2 separate regions of the Triticum aestivum genome follow, and region 2 is linked to region 1. A link is a contact called in public Hi-C data. All regions are on one chromosome and are shown on one strand. Each heading gives the region's core, a stretch centred on a gene start, on an enhancer-like site or on the middle of the called end of the contact. The rest is flanking DNA. Distances are from core to core; before and after follow the strand shown. Region 1 holds the start of LOC123145220 (transcription factor bHLH137). Region 2 holds the start of LOC123145222 (U-box domain-containing protein 5).

Region 1 (6,897 bases), core at 452-2,951:
ATGAGTATTCAGAACAAAGCAAGCTTTGCTTCACGGAAGCAGCTACTCACTTTGAACTGGCTGAAACTGTGCATCAAACCCACTGAACAAATGCTGAGACGCAATGTCCCAAGCAGCAGCTCCATTCACCTGCAACAAACACACAGCAAAAACAGGAAGTTCAGAATATCATCTACCAGAATCATGCATCATACTACCAAAGGACGGTTCATCTCCTGGGACATACGTCGAGGCATGATTCGACGGACGCGGCGGCTGACATCGACACCGGTGTGGCAGCCGCCGATGGGGGCGCGCTCTGCGCCGCCGGGTACGGGTTGTTGACGAGCATGTCCTGCCCGAACCCGGCAGCCGGTTGTTGCATCTGCTGCATGGTAGCGCTGCTCATCTGAAGGCAGGACGGGTCCAGCTGCCCCTGGTGCATCGGCAGCGTCGTCATGGAGGGGCCGCACGCCTGGTTCATCCGCCTGCCGCCGAAGAGGTCGTCGACGATGTTGAAGTTCACCACCGGGTTGGAGGCGGCGATCTTCATGGACAGGAACTGCGTGCGTGCAGCCATGTCCAACGGTAAGAAGCATGCAGCGTGATCTCCGATGAACGGACACCGAGAGAAATACAGTAGATTCAAGCTGGTTTGGTCTGGTTGATGCGTCGTGCGTACCTCGACCTGCTTCTGCAGGGACTGGACGTAGTTGATGATCTCGTCGAGCATGCCGGCCTTGCCGGTGACCTTGTCGCAGCCGGGCACCAGCTCCTGCAGGTACCTCATCCGCTCGCTGATCCGCTCCCGCCTCACCTGCATCATGCGCATCAGGATCAAATTGTGCACATATATACACAAGATTAATTGTTCTTTCTAGGAGACTAGGAGTATCAATACATACCCGTTCGGCGAGGCTGTGGCTGTCCGTGGCCTGCCCGCGGCGGGCTCGGACGTGGATGTAGTCGGTCTTCTGGCCGGCGGCCGCCGGCTCCGGCTTCTTCCTGGCGCACGCCTTGGCTTTCTCCGGCCTCCCTTTCGCCGCCGCTCCAGCCTCGTCAGGATCGCACAGCTGCTGCTTCCCTCTCGGCCTCTTGCAGTCGTCCTGGCAAAGCTTTTTTGTCAGTCAAAGACTGGCACACCAATAATAAGCAGAGCGCAGCTCGAGGCTCACGCAGAGACAGAGGCTCGCAGCGCATGTACAAGAACATCGTCCGACTCACCTTTGCGTCTACATACGCGTCAGGTTTTCTCTTAGTGGAGCCGCCGCCGCTGCTGGCGCTACCGCTGCAGGAGAAGGAGTTGCCGGCGCCGTTGCTGGTGCCCGGCGGCGGTGGCGCGCCGAAGGCCGCGTAGCACGCGCCGCTGAGGTCCGGCCACTCCTGCTGCTGCAGGTACCCGAACGCGCCGCACAATGCGCGGTACTTGTCGTCGTCGTCGAGCAGGCCCTGGAAATGGCTCTCCACGGATGACGCCTCCCGCGGCGCCGCCGGACCCGGACCGCCGCCGCAGTGCGCCATTAATCAGCGCCGCGCCAAGATCGATCGATTAAGTCGGGGCGAAGCTTTGGTTGATTCTTCTTGGTGCAGTGCAACTAACTACGGATCTTCGAAGACAAGCAACGAGGTGAGGCGAGGCGAGGCGAGGCGGCGTAGGGCTTGTGCCTGAAGCTTGCGTGTCCCTGTCTCCCTCCCCGGCCCTCTTTTGTGCTCCCCGGAATTTTTCCTAATCCATATATATAGAGGGAATGATAGGTGGCTGTGTAGGAAGTAATCGTACTTTTCCTGCGAGATTGGATTGGATTGGGCCCTTTCCTTTAGGTGTGATCATGTGAGGTAGGGCAGGGCTGGGTAAAGGAGGGCCGGGGCCCTGTGTTTCAGCTGGCAGATGCATGCAGTGCAGTGGCTAGCAAGTCCCGCTCAGGCCCCTCCATTTGTCTGCAAATTGGTAAGTGGCTCGTTCCCACATCTGCCTTAATTTGTAAGGCTGCTGCGCTGTCGACCGGTGAGGCTAGGAGACCGGTTATGATGTGTGAACGATAGCCATTGATCAGAAATGGGTATACGAAACTTTTTTTTTCTCGAGCAATCAATAGTAGCTTTGCCTCTTCATATAGAAGAAGAAAAATTGACAAGTTAACAAGAAAAACTGACCGAAAACCGATACAACCGTGTTACACAGAGACACACACCAGCCAAAGCTCCATGGTCTCGAAACGGCCGACTTTGGTTCAGCTCTCGGGGCGATGCTGCACCTCAAGCGAGCCGATGACCTTGTCACCCAAGAGACCATAGTCAACACCCTACAATACGACCCGGGTTGCCGCTCCAGGCCTCCAGCTTACAAACCTCAACAACACACACCGGCCCCGAGGTTGCATACCAGACGAGCCAACGATTCTGCAACCCATGTTACCAGAATCGACACCCTACAACACAGACGCTCTCCGAAGCCGTGGCGGTTCCGGCTTCCAAATTGGGCCCTAGGCCACGTACCCGATGAGTTGACATATCTGCCACCCAAGTGACCAAACTCCGACACCCAGGAACACAAATCCGCTCTCACAAGCCGCCACTCTGGCATCCACACCGACCCCGAGGCCGCACGCCTTCACATGAAAATATCTTGGTCTCCACGGTAAACAGGGGAAATCCGAGTCTCGATCTCAAACGGGATCTTGAATGAGAAGTACATCATGGTATTATTTCTCAGGTTTTCAATATAAGCTGGGAGGTAAGTCTATTGTCCGAAGAAATGATAGTGTGTTTCTCAGTATTAACATGACTTGCTAATAATATGTGCCTAAATCATTCACTTCCATAATTTTACCGTGGTTGTTGAATTGTGTTGTGATGCGCTGAACTTATCGTATAATTGACCTAGAAGCTATGATCACAAAATGAGGAGAAAAAAAAACAGGTAACCGAACGGTGAAATTAACAGAAACAGGCCGGGCATATGAGACTACCCAGTGAAAATGAACAGCTAAGAAATGAAGGACCCCTTTGTGCATGCAGTGAAACAAGAGGGCTGCTCTCTGAGTTTTGACGGAGGCTACAAAAGGACGACTGGCGCGGTGACAGCTGCTGCAATAACCGCATGGACAGCTCTATCCTCTCCTCTCTGCGTGCACTCACTCGCACACCGGCCCCCACCACCGCACATCCGCCACGTGTACACTGCATTAAGACGGCGAGATCGCCGGATTAATGATAACAACCCTTTGGCCATTACTGTCGGAAATTGTGCTTTGCGTTGTCGCTAATACGATGATCAGTATACGTGCACGTCGGCTTAATTCCTCTGGCACCATCAGTCCTCTTCTGATACCAGTACTGACGATGATGATGGATGAGACCTGCGACAGTGTAGTGATTTTTGTCGATTTTCGTGTACTTTAGTTCGTTGCTTTATATATAAATCGGGTCGAAAGCCTGATTTGAGTGTTTCTTTTTTTCAATTCGTCCGCGGCCGGAGCATTTGCAGTATCTTGAGAATGTTGTGATATTTATGTGAAATCGTTGGTGTTCATGTTTGAATGAAGCTACAAAGGTCGAGGATCCTCAACGTTTTTTGTTCAATTGTTTTTCGTTGGTGTTCACAAATTGGTCGATATGTTTTTGGAAGTTTGTCCATATCTTGCTGAGCGATACATTTAGTACGCATCATGCATGGAGTAATTTAGTTTTTAAGTTTCCGTTTATGACAAAGTGATTTGGAGTTTTGCTGCTTCTTCTTCTTCTTCTTCTTCGATAAAGCAATCTCTTATTATTTTTTACGAGGAAAACTTTCAATCTATTCATCTTCAATCATGGTAGTACAACGAACACTAGAAATAATAAAAAATACATCCAGATCCAGTATTTTTTATTGACTTCAAGTATTGCATCAAGGCGATACAAAGCGGAAAAAGTTTGCATCCGGACTTTACATAGTTAAGATACACACATACTCCCTCCGTCCGAAAAATCTTGTCTCTCAAATGAATGTATCTAGCACCAAGTTAGTGCTAGATACATCCATTTGAGGAATAAGTTTGGGATAAGATTTTTCAGACGGAAGGAGTATCACATATGATACAACAAAAGCAATTGACTGCTAAGTGCTATAAATTAATTTATGCAAAGCGTAAGAAAACTAGCCCATCTGGAATTGATAACCTGAATGTTCTGAAGTTCCCTAATTAGCAGGGTAGCTTAGCGGTCACCGTTTTGTCGAGCGGCTTCAGCTAAAGGTGGGAAGAATCACTGATTCAGATGATAGGACCTACCTACCCAGCTCGTGGTCACTGGTCAGTGGAGCTAGCAAGTCACCGTTGGTCGTTTGCATTGCTCCCTCCGGCGTGGTCGCAGTCATGGACGCGTCCAGCGCCCGCACCACACAGGCCGATGGAGCGAGCGCCACCGCAGTAGCCGCGGCTGGCTACGTGCGTGCTCTAGCCCCATACGTACATGCATCGCATGCCCATCAGCCCATCATCCTCATAGCACCAACCCAGCCAAACCTCTCGTCTACCTTGTCGGCCCTGCAGTCCGCTACTGCTCCGGAGCAGCCAGCGCCAGACGATGCATCACGCATGCACGCATGCATGCAACGTCCTCCTCGAGAACGGACGGGGTTCCTGTTCCGTTCGGGAAAGGGCCGGCGTCCCCGCGTCCTCCGCCTCCTCTTGTGGGCAGACACGGTCAGAGTCAGGTCGACCGGAAATTCAAGGAGATCGATCAGGCAGGCAGAGGCATGCCAGTATGTGCATGCAGGTGCAGGTGCCCTCTGATGATGAGGCTCATATCAATTGCAGGTCGTCGATGCATGGATGGATGGGCCTCTGTCAGGCCCATGCGATGCATGCATGCACTGCGGGGTGGGGGAGGTGGGTTGTGTGTGGCTTGTCTTGTATTTGTCGCTGCCGGCGGGAGGCGCGGCAGAGGGGATCTCTGCCGGTGCGCCCAACAGGGCCCCTGAAAACCACCGGTGAGCAGACACCCCACATGCGCACCTCCGGCCCGCCCCATTGTCCCGTGTGGTGTGGCAACGCCCGGCATTCCTTCCACCGCACCACCTTCGCTCGCAGGCGCTTTATTAATCTTGATCCTCGGGGAGGGAAGCATGCATTGACACGCCACGGAAGGGGAGATTATAGAAAGACAAGTGAAACAAAATATATGTATCTTTTAGAGCTTAATTAACAAACAGGACATGGAAGATGGATGCGTTGCACTGGCTCCACCATCGGCCGATCCTCTCTCTGCTTCAATTGTTGCGCGTCTGTGTCACCAGCTCTTCTCGTTAGCTGGCCTATCAATCGCTCAAAAGTGACCAACGATGTGGAATTGCCATCGCAGATCCAGCAGCAGCAGCAGCAGCACCATGCTTTCGTTCTGGACGCAATTCGATCTGATGGAAACAGGCCGGATTTCTGCGGTGCACGCAAGTGGCTGCTTGCTTCTCTGATCCTCATCATCGTCCCCTGTTTGCTGGTGCGGATCACCTTGCCTTGGTTATCGTGGACACTGAAATTAACCTTTTGTCGTGATGCAGCCCCAACTTGGCAGCATGTTAATCTTTGCTTCAGTTCTGTCTGACTAGGATGCGTGTAAATGGCCGTAAACCAGAGGTCAAACGGCATTTTGTTTTAGAGTTGCCGATGAATACTTCACGAAAGACGCCTTCATCCCCGCTTTATAGGTGAAGCACAGGACCCCGCATGTTTAGGGCTCCTTTGATTCAAAGAAATTTTATAGAATTTTTGAAGAGTCAAAATCCTTAGGCTTTTTTTTACAATGGTTGTTTGATTCATAGGATTGAATCTTATAGGAATTTTACCTATGTAATCATGTGTACTAGATTTCATTGAAAATCTAGCATCCACTCCAACCTCTTTCGTCATTTTTTTTGTTTTTCCCGTGGCATCAAACACTTTGTGCTAATCCTACGGGATTCAAGTGGGCATGCCACTTCAATCTTTTATTTTTCCTATTCCTACATTTTTAAGAATCCTACGAATCAAAGAGGGCCTTAAACAAGGTTCCAAACAAAAAAATGAAAGCAGGTGATGCGGTAGCCATCCATCCAACCATAACCACATACATTTTAAACCGGATTCCAACTAACCGAATGAATTACATGCAAACCAGGTGATTTTTATATAAATTGGACCACATTCATTACATTTCAGACAATTTTCATTAAAAAAAGGACCGAACCTAAGTCTAGCCTACGGCGGCGCCAATCGTCCAAATCCTTGTTGTTCCCTTCTGGTTACCATGTCGTCCTTCTACTGTCTTTATGAGCGACGGGGGTAAGACCCGTGAAGTGAAGGCGCGGTCTCCGACAAGGAAGAGTAGAACTGAAGGAAATATGCCCTAGAGGCAATAATAAAGTTGTTATTTATATATCCTTATATCATGATAAATGTTTATTATTCATGCTAGAATTGTATTAACCGGAAACTTAGTACATGTGTGAATACATAGACTAAACTGAGTGTCCCTAGTATGCCTCTACTTGACTAGCTCGTTGATCAAAGATGGTTATGTTTCCTGACCATAGACATGTGTTGTCATTTGATAAACGGGATCACATCATTAGAGAATGATGTGATGGACAAGACTCATCCGTTAGCTTAGCATTATGATCGTTTAGTTTTATTGCTATTGCCTTCTTCATGACTTATACATATTCCTCTGACTATGAGATTATGCAACTCCCGAATACCGGAGGAACACCTTGTGTGCTATCAAACGTCACAACGTAACTGGGTGATTATAAAGATGCTCTATAGGTGTTTCCTTAGGTGTTTGTTGGGTTGGCATAGATCAAGATTAGGATTTGTCACTCCGTGTATCGGAGAGGTATCTCTGGGCCCTCTCGGTAATGCACATCACTATAAGCCTTGCAAGCAATGTGACTAATGAGTT
Region 2 (6,369 bases), core at 2,949-5,448, 340 kb after region 1:
TGAGAATGCTATCACGAGGCCTGAGATACGCACAAAACTCGTAGAATAGATAGATAAATGTAGTACTGCCTGAACCCCAATCTAAATTAATGAAAGGGTGATGTGGATTAGTCAGAGAAGATTGATTCTCTTACCTGCTGTTGGAAAGGAAATTAAGAAAAAAATGTAATCCAGCTTGTTGAGCTTTCATACTGTAGCTGCTGTCGTCATTTCTCAAGAATTCGAGGAATGCTTCTACAAATCCATGGGACGCCATAGCCCAGGAAACATCATCGTCATCGTGAAGAATGTTCTTCAGATCTTTAATGGAGCTTCCTTGTATTTCTAATGGGAGCTTGGACAGCTCGCAGAAGAACCTCAGGAACATGCCCTGGTTGAAGTTGTGGAATGACAGATGCTTCTGATAGTCTGCACTCCAAGAGAACTGAGAAAAACTATCCTTCGGCTCCTCCATATCTTTCACATGGGAGGAATCTGAGACATAACTGGCATCAGAAAACGCGACAGATGAACTGCTGTGGTCAATCACAAAATTCCTGCCATTCCCAGCAATTAGAGGCACTGAAACATTGTGCAAACTTGACATAGAGTGACCATGCAATTGCTCTGGCAAATAACTGTAGGAATCTTTGCTTGGAAGGAAATCTGAGATTGTGAAACCATGCTCTCTGCACCAATTGCAAATGAGATCCCTCATGCAAGTATTTGGAATCATCGCAAAGTTTTCTAGCTTTTTCTGTGTCTTGGGACAAGTGTTGTATCCCTCACTGAACCATTTCTCAATATATTCTCTTTCGTAAGTCTGTCCAGATGTTATTATCACAGGATCATGCATTAGCTTTGTTGATATTGGGCAACAGAACTCTGTAGGTGGTGTGGTTTCTCCGGACATACTACTCTGATATTCATATCCCTGGAAGTATGTTGGCTTGTCGCACTTTTCAGGAGTACTGGCATCGCTTGCAAGACTTAAGCTTGGACTCAAAGACTTGCTTTCAGATTGTAAATTTTCATTCCGCTCACCAGTGTCTGGTTTGACGTTCTTTCCATACTTTGTAACAAGATGTAGGAGAAACTTAAGAACCTGCTCCTTTTTTGCATCAGTACCAGTAATCTTATCGAGCAGTTTCCTGATCGCTCTTCTTTCAATTAAGATAGCTTTAGGAGATGTCAGGTTTAACTTTGAAGCTGCCTGCATGAATGTCTGAAGTATAAGTTCTTCAGTTGCATCAGATTGCCGAAGCATCTCTAAAATTGATTTGCCAGCCTCTTGTTCCAGTGGATCAACAGAAAATTTTACATCTCGGAGATCATTGTGGACCTCAGCAATCTGTGTTACAAGCGAAGTATACACAATCAATCAAAGCAAAAATACAGTGAAGATGCTGTCATAAGAGTGCCTGAAATTGTGATAAGCAATACCAATAGGGACTACGGATATCCACTAATCCTATACATTTCCCACAACCAATCAATCAAAGCAAAAATAATAGTGAAGATGCTACCATAAGAACGCCTGAAATTGCATGATAAGCAACACTGGGAGGGACTATGCTATATTTATCCTAGCATAAGTTGAGTTGATGACAAAATAAAAGAGTAAAACATCATAATAAATCAACTAACCTGATTAGCTAATACTGTTGGGACCATATTCTGAATCAGGAAGAGACTCCGTTTAAGTGCGTCTCTGACCCTTTCACACCGTGATAAAATCGCCTCTCCAGTAATTGCCTGAAACAGAAATATCCAAAATCATCAAACAATCCTTCCAAAAGCACCAAATAATCACAACAAAGGGTCCAAGAATCAATAATAAATTTAGGATGTTAGAATCTTGAGTTTCCCATCAACACAGGAATAACATACCAAGTAGAGTTTACTACATTCGATGCAGTGCTGAGTTATGAGTCTTCCTTTCTCAACTATATGGTATAAGTTGCACAATTCCTGTATTCCTGCTCTACATCCCGGCCGAGCTGCCTCAATTGATGGAAGAATAGAGGAGATTTTATCTAGCATCATAGTCAGCTCACTGCACAATGAGCTGTGAACCTAAAAAAAGCAAAACAATTCATATAAATGCATAAACAGAAATTAGGTACACGAAGATGAAACTGAAAAAACAATGAATGCCACCCTCACATGACTTCTATGACATAAAAAACAGCATGATGTCCCCGCCATACGCGAGAGGGTTTCATCTTGCATAATAAATGCATATAACCAAATGCCCATGCCTGAATAAAAAGTAGAATGGTTGCAAAAATGGAGAGGTAATTCAGTATTCTACCTTTGGACAAGAGTTACGCCGTGATAAACCCGTGTTCGCCATCGACAAAGAGCGGCGCACCAATCTTAATCTGAAGGGCCTTGAACTGTCCAACACAGAAGATAATAATGTCAGGAAAATGCTGTGAATTAAGTCATGGAAATCCAACCATATCATGACACTGAAGAATGACAAGTTGTTAAGATAAAATAAAATTCAACATGTGCTTGTGATGTATGCAATTTTACCAAAGCTGTCAAACGAAACAATAGTCCAGTCAACGCACATGTCAAATTTATATGGTATGCTGGTGGATTGTTGCATCAAGGGAACATTTTTCACCATGCATTTTTTCTGAATACTTTGTCCTTATCAGAATTAGACAATTTATTAACTGTTTATCACAACAACTTTATAGTAGCTATCCATTTTCATAACTATGCCGGGTACGCGTGCTATGGTCAAAACTATCAAAGCAAACTCCCCTTACACTTACAGGACCAACTGCATAACTAGATCGCATCTACGAACAATGATTAATCGTCAAGAAACCAAGACATGTCATCAGTAACAGAGAGGATATGGCCCTAGCCCAACTCCCAGTGACCCAGCTTAGCCAATAAAAAAAGTCAACTGATTGGTCAAAATACGGGTTGAACCACCACCATTATTGAAAGTCAACAGATTGGTCCGCAGCCGGTCTCTTTGTTGTTTCAACAACCATGTAATAAAATAAGAATGAACCGAGTTGATTATAGGCCAGTAGACCATTTCATTCCTCCGCCTTATACAAATGGTTGAAGAAATCAAATCACGGATAAGAGCAGGAATAAAGAAACGAGACATAGTCTGAGTTTCAAAGGGTGCCAATGGGTGGGTACATGACAAACTACCAGTCGTATCAGCTAAGCAAACATACTTTTTGCAACTGCTAAGCTTGATTCAAGAAGCATAGGCACAGAGGAAAGGAGAATGGAGTTTTGCAAAAATCCATTGATCAGTTGGTGTAGTATTGTATCAAGTATCAATCAAACCCGCATGAGGCATCAAGCACAACATCCCTGGCCATTAGTACAAAGTGGAAAGCAGTGGAAGGGTACAAAGGAGCATAAAAAATTAGCCCCTTCGGGTAAAAAGGAGTGGACCTAAACGGTGCAAACAAAAAGAAACTGATAAAAAAGATCGAGTGTTGTGTTCCCGGGGAGGGAAGAGCAGGACAGGACCAGCCGACGATTACTAACTCGATCCAAAAGTGATTATTGCCCATGGAAATGGTACCAAACCCCTCGGGATCATTAACAAGAGAGGATGCACACAGGAGGCTCCAATCAAGCAGCAACAGCATAGGGGCATAACCAGATGGAACGGAATCGGGTTGGAAGGGAGGCGAGGAAACCAACCTGCTGGCGCGGGAGTCGGGAGGAACGAACCAAGCTGCGCGCAGAGAAGGCAAAGAACCTTCTCCTCCTCCTCCTCCTCGTTGCTGCTGTTGCCCCTCGACAGGGGAACAGAGGGGATTGATAGAAGGAAGGAACCCTGCTGCCTCCTGCAACCACAAAGGCGGACGGAAGGAATCAACCGGACGTCCTCCCTCGCGAAGCCGCAACAACAAGAGCAAGAGCGGCAGAGGCTCGTGGAGCGGGGGCAGGGGAGGGATCGAATCGAACCAACCTCCGCAGCGCAAGAACGGCAACCCTCTGCTCTGCTGGCGGCTCACCGAGCCATGGAAGAAGGGTGGATGGGTCCTTGGATTTCGATGCCGCAAAGGGGGTGGGTTCGAGGAAGGGTGTGGGGGCTAATGGAGTACGGAGGTGCCTGCTCTCTCTCCCTCCCTGGGTCGACCAGTCTCCTACTCTGGTCTAGTGTATAGAGGAGAGGGAGACGGATAAAGGCGGCGCGGGGTGGGGTGGGGTGGGGGGGGAGGAGGGGAGAAGGGGGCAGCGAGACAGATAGAGAGAGGGAGAAAGGAATCGTGGAAATGATGGGAGAGACAGGCACACCACCACCACCACCACCTGCACGCACCCATAGCGCGCGCGCCAGGCAGTATAATATTCCTCCTCTCCCTCGGTCTCGTGCTCGGGCTCGTGTCAATTTTTTCCACCATGACCCGCGCGCTGCCCCTGCTTTTCCATTCCCGGTCGCCGTCTCCGCCATAGCGGTTTTCGGGGCCCGCCCCCCCCCCCCCCCCCCCCCCCGATGGCTGCCCTGTCCATCTCCATCGGCTCGGTAGGGCAGCGAGTAGAGACGCGCACAAAGATTTGGGATGACCGCGCGCACGGCCACCACCTTCCCACGAGACCGCGCGCGTGGACACGTACGTGCCATGGCGGTGCACCAGCCCGGGGACGGACGCGGCCCCGCGGACCGCACGCGGCAGCAGGGGCGGGCGAAAAGGCAGGGCCATGCCATGCGAGCTGCACGCCGCCGCCTGCTGATGATTTTCAGGGGCTTTGTTAGGCCCGCGTTGAAACTTATAAAAAAATTGATTGGTCATTAGTGGTTGGGGGAAGATTCGGCTTCTGTTGGATGCTGCCGAAACGATCAACTTATCCCACCGGAGAGCTTGGGAGTATTCATACTACTACTACTACTGCGTACAGGAAGCGAGTCTTTGCTTAAGGTACTTAGTAATCACTTGCTTCCAGCGGAAGCACGCGACGCAAGAATGTCATTCTCTTCGCCCACATTTGGAGGGATAAGCATTCGTTCGGCTTAACTAAAGACCCAGCTTGACAAATACACTACCTCTTATTCCGTCCTAAGTAGTAATTTGCGTGTGTACATGTAGAAACTTGACACCACACCTCGTTTCAGGAGTTTTATAGACAAAGATTACCCGAACAAAGGAATCATAAGTGGAGAGAGCAGTCTACCGTCGTCTTGACTCGAATAATCATACTTCATGCATGAGTCATGATGCATTACCAATGTTATGCATCACGCATCATCATGTGAAGCCACGCTTGTGAATGCTGCGTGCATGATTGATTCGGTAAGGGCGATCAGTTAGCAAACCACTGACGTACGTACGCGTCATGCAGTGCGAGCAGCCGGCGGTTGCTCTCATGCAACAAAAAGGATGATCCGATCCTAGTCTTGTTCTAGTACTAGTTTTCTGTTCCTTGATCACAAAAGAAACAGAATGGCGATAAACTTATCTCCCGCTACCTGCTCAGGGGAATTAATTAGGAGTATTCATATACGTACGAGTCTTTGCTTAAGAGGCTTAGAGCATCTCCAGCAGATATTGTTTTTTTTTTCCAGCAGATATTGTAAAATGGTCATCCGGAATAAGGGCATCTGCAACAGCAACACATAAATTTCCCTCGCATCCGTCCACGAACACGGATGTGAGGGACTGCCATTCAACCATAGCCACATACATTTCGACCCGCATTTAAACAAACCGGCCGATATTCATCAAAGTTTCGATAAAAAATAGCACAAATCATCCAAACAAAGCATGCAAATTGAGTCTAATACAATAATGTCTCGATTCTGCGAGATTAACCAGATGTCCAACAAGTTTTTCATGAACCGATCATTTCATCTCACACATACTGCCCCTTCAGCTTCACCCAACAGTGTGTACATGTAAATGACCGCCTCTCTGTCCTGTGGTACACCACGGCAACGCGTGCGGGCTACATATAATGCGTCGACAACATTGAGTAAATGAATCAATCAACAAGTTGAGAAAAGAGTAAGTAAAACTTACGATCTCGTCCTCTGCTGCGTGCAATGGCCACGTTGCCTCGAGTTGACGAATCACGTCGCAAAACTTGATCACGCTGATCTGTATAACGTGATAGCAATACGACAACGACCTCACGTTGTGTGGTTGAATGACGTACATGTCGTAGGGCGCAATATGCTTTCGCGTGTGAAACTTTTCATGCACTTGCTCCCAGAAGGTCGGCCCTCTGCTCCTGCCTACGAAATCCGTGGATACGGCCAGCCACACATCGCACAACAACTCATCCTCCATGGCCGAGTAGCTCACCATCCTTCGTACTTAAAAAAGGCATAGCATTTAAAAATAAGCTCGATGACATTTGACCGAACACTTGTCGGGCATGTTGTCCGCCATGGAG

Evidence for each region. A called contact is a pair of places that touch in the nucleus more often than the background predicts.
Region 2: a Hi-C map of leaf shows a contact between it and region 1, with 8 times the contacts expected there. The contact joins the promoter of LOC123145222 here to the promoter of LOC123145220 in region 1. A contact is called at or near these places in 2 of 5 Hi-C or Micro-C datasets (both in leaf) and 1 of 1 datasets of contacts at active chromatin or transcription factors (leaf).

What each region holds. Positions count from the first base shown.
Region 1 is chr6D:378,486,381-378,493,277 of IWGSC CS RefSeq v2.1, forward strand. LOC123145220 (transcription factor bHLH137) reads right to left here and starts at 1,702. Exons shown (of 6, transcript XM_044564594.1): 1 at 1,204-1,702; 2 at 885-1,085; 3 at 662-796; 4 at 227-541; 5 at 51-129. The coding sequence starts at 1,500.
Region 2 is chr6D:378,819,899-378,826,267 of IWGSC CS RefSeq v2.1, forward strand. LOC123145222 (U-box domain-containing protein 5) reads right to left here and starts at 4,199. Exons shown (of 7, transcript XM_044564596.1): 1 at 3,944-4,199; 2 at 3,673-3,818; 3 at 2,294-2,378; 4 at 1,870-2,055; 5 at 1,627-1,734; 6 at 135-1,330. The coding sequence starts at 2,335.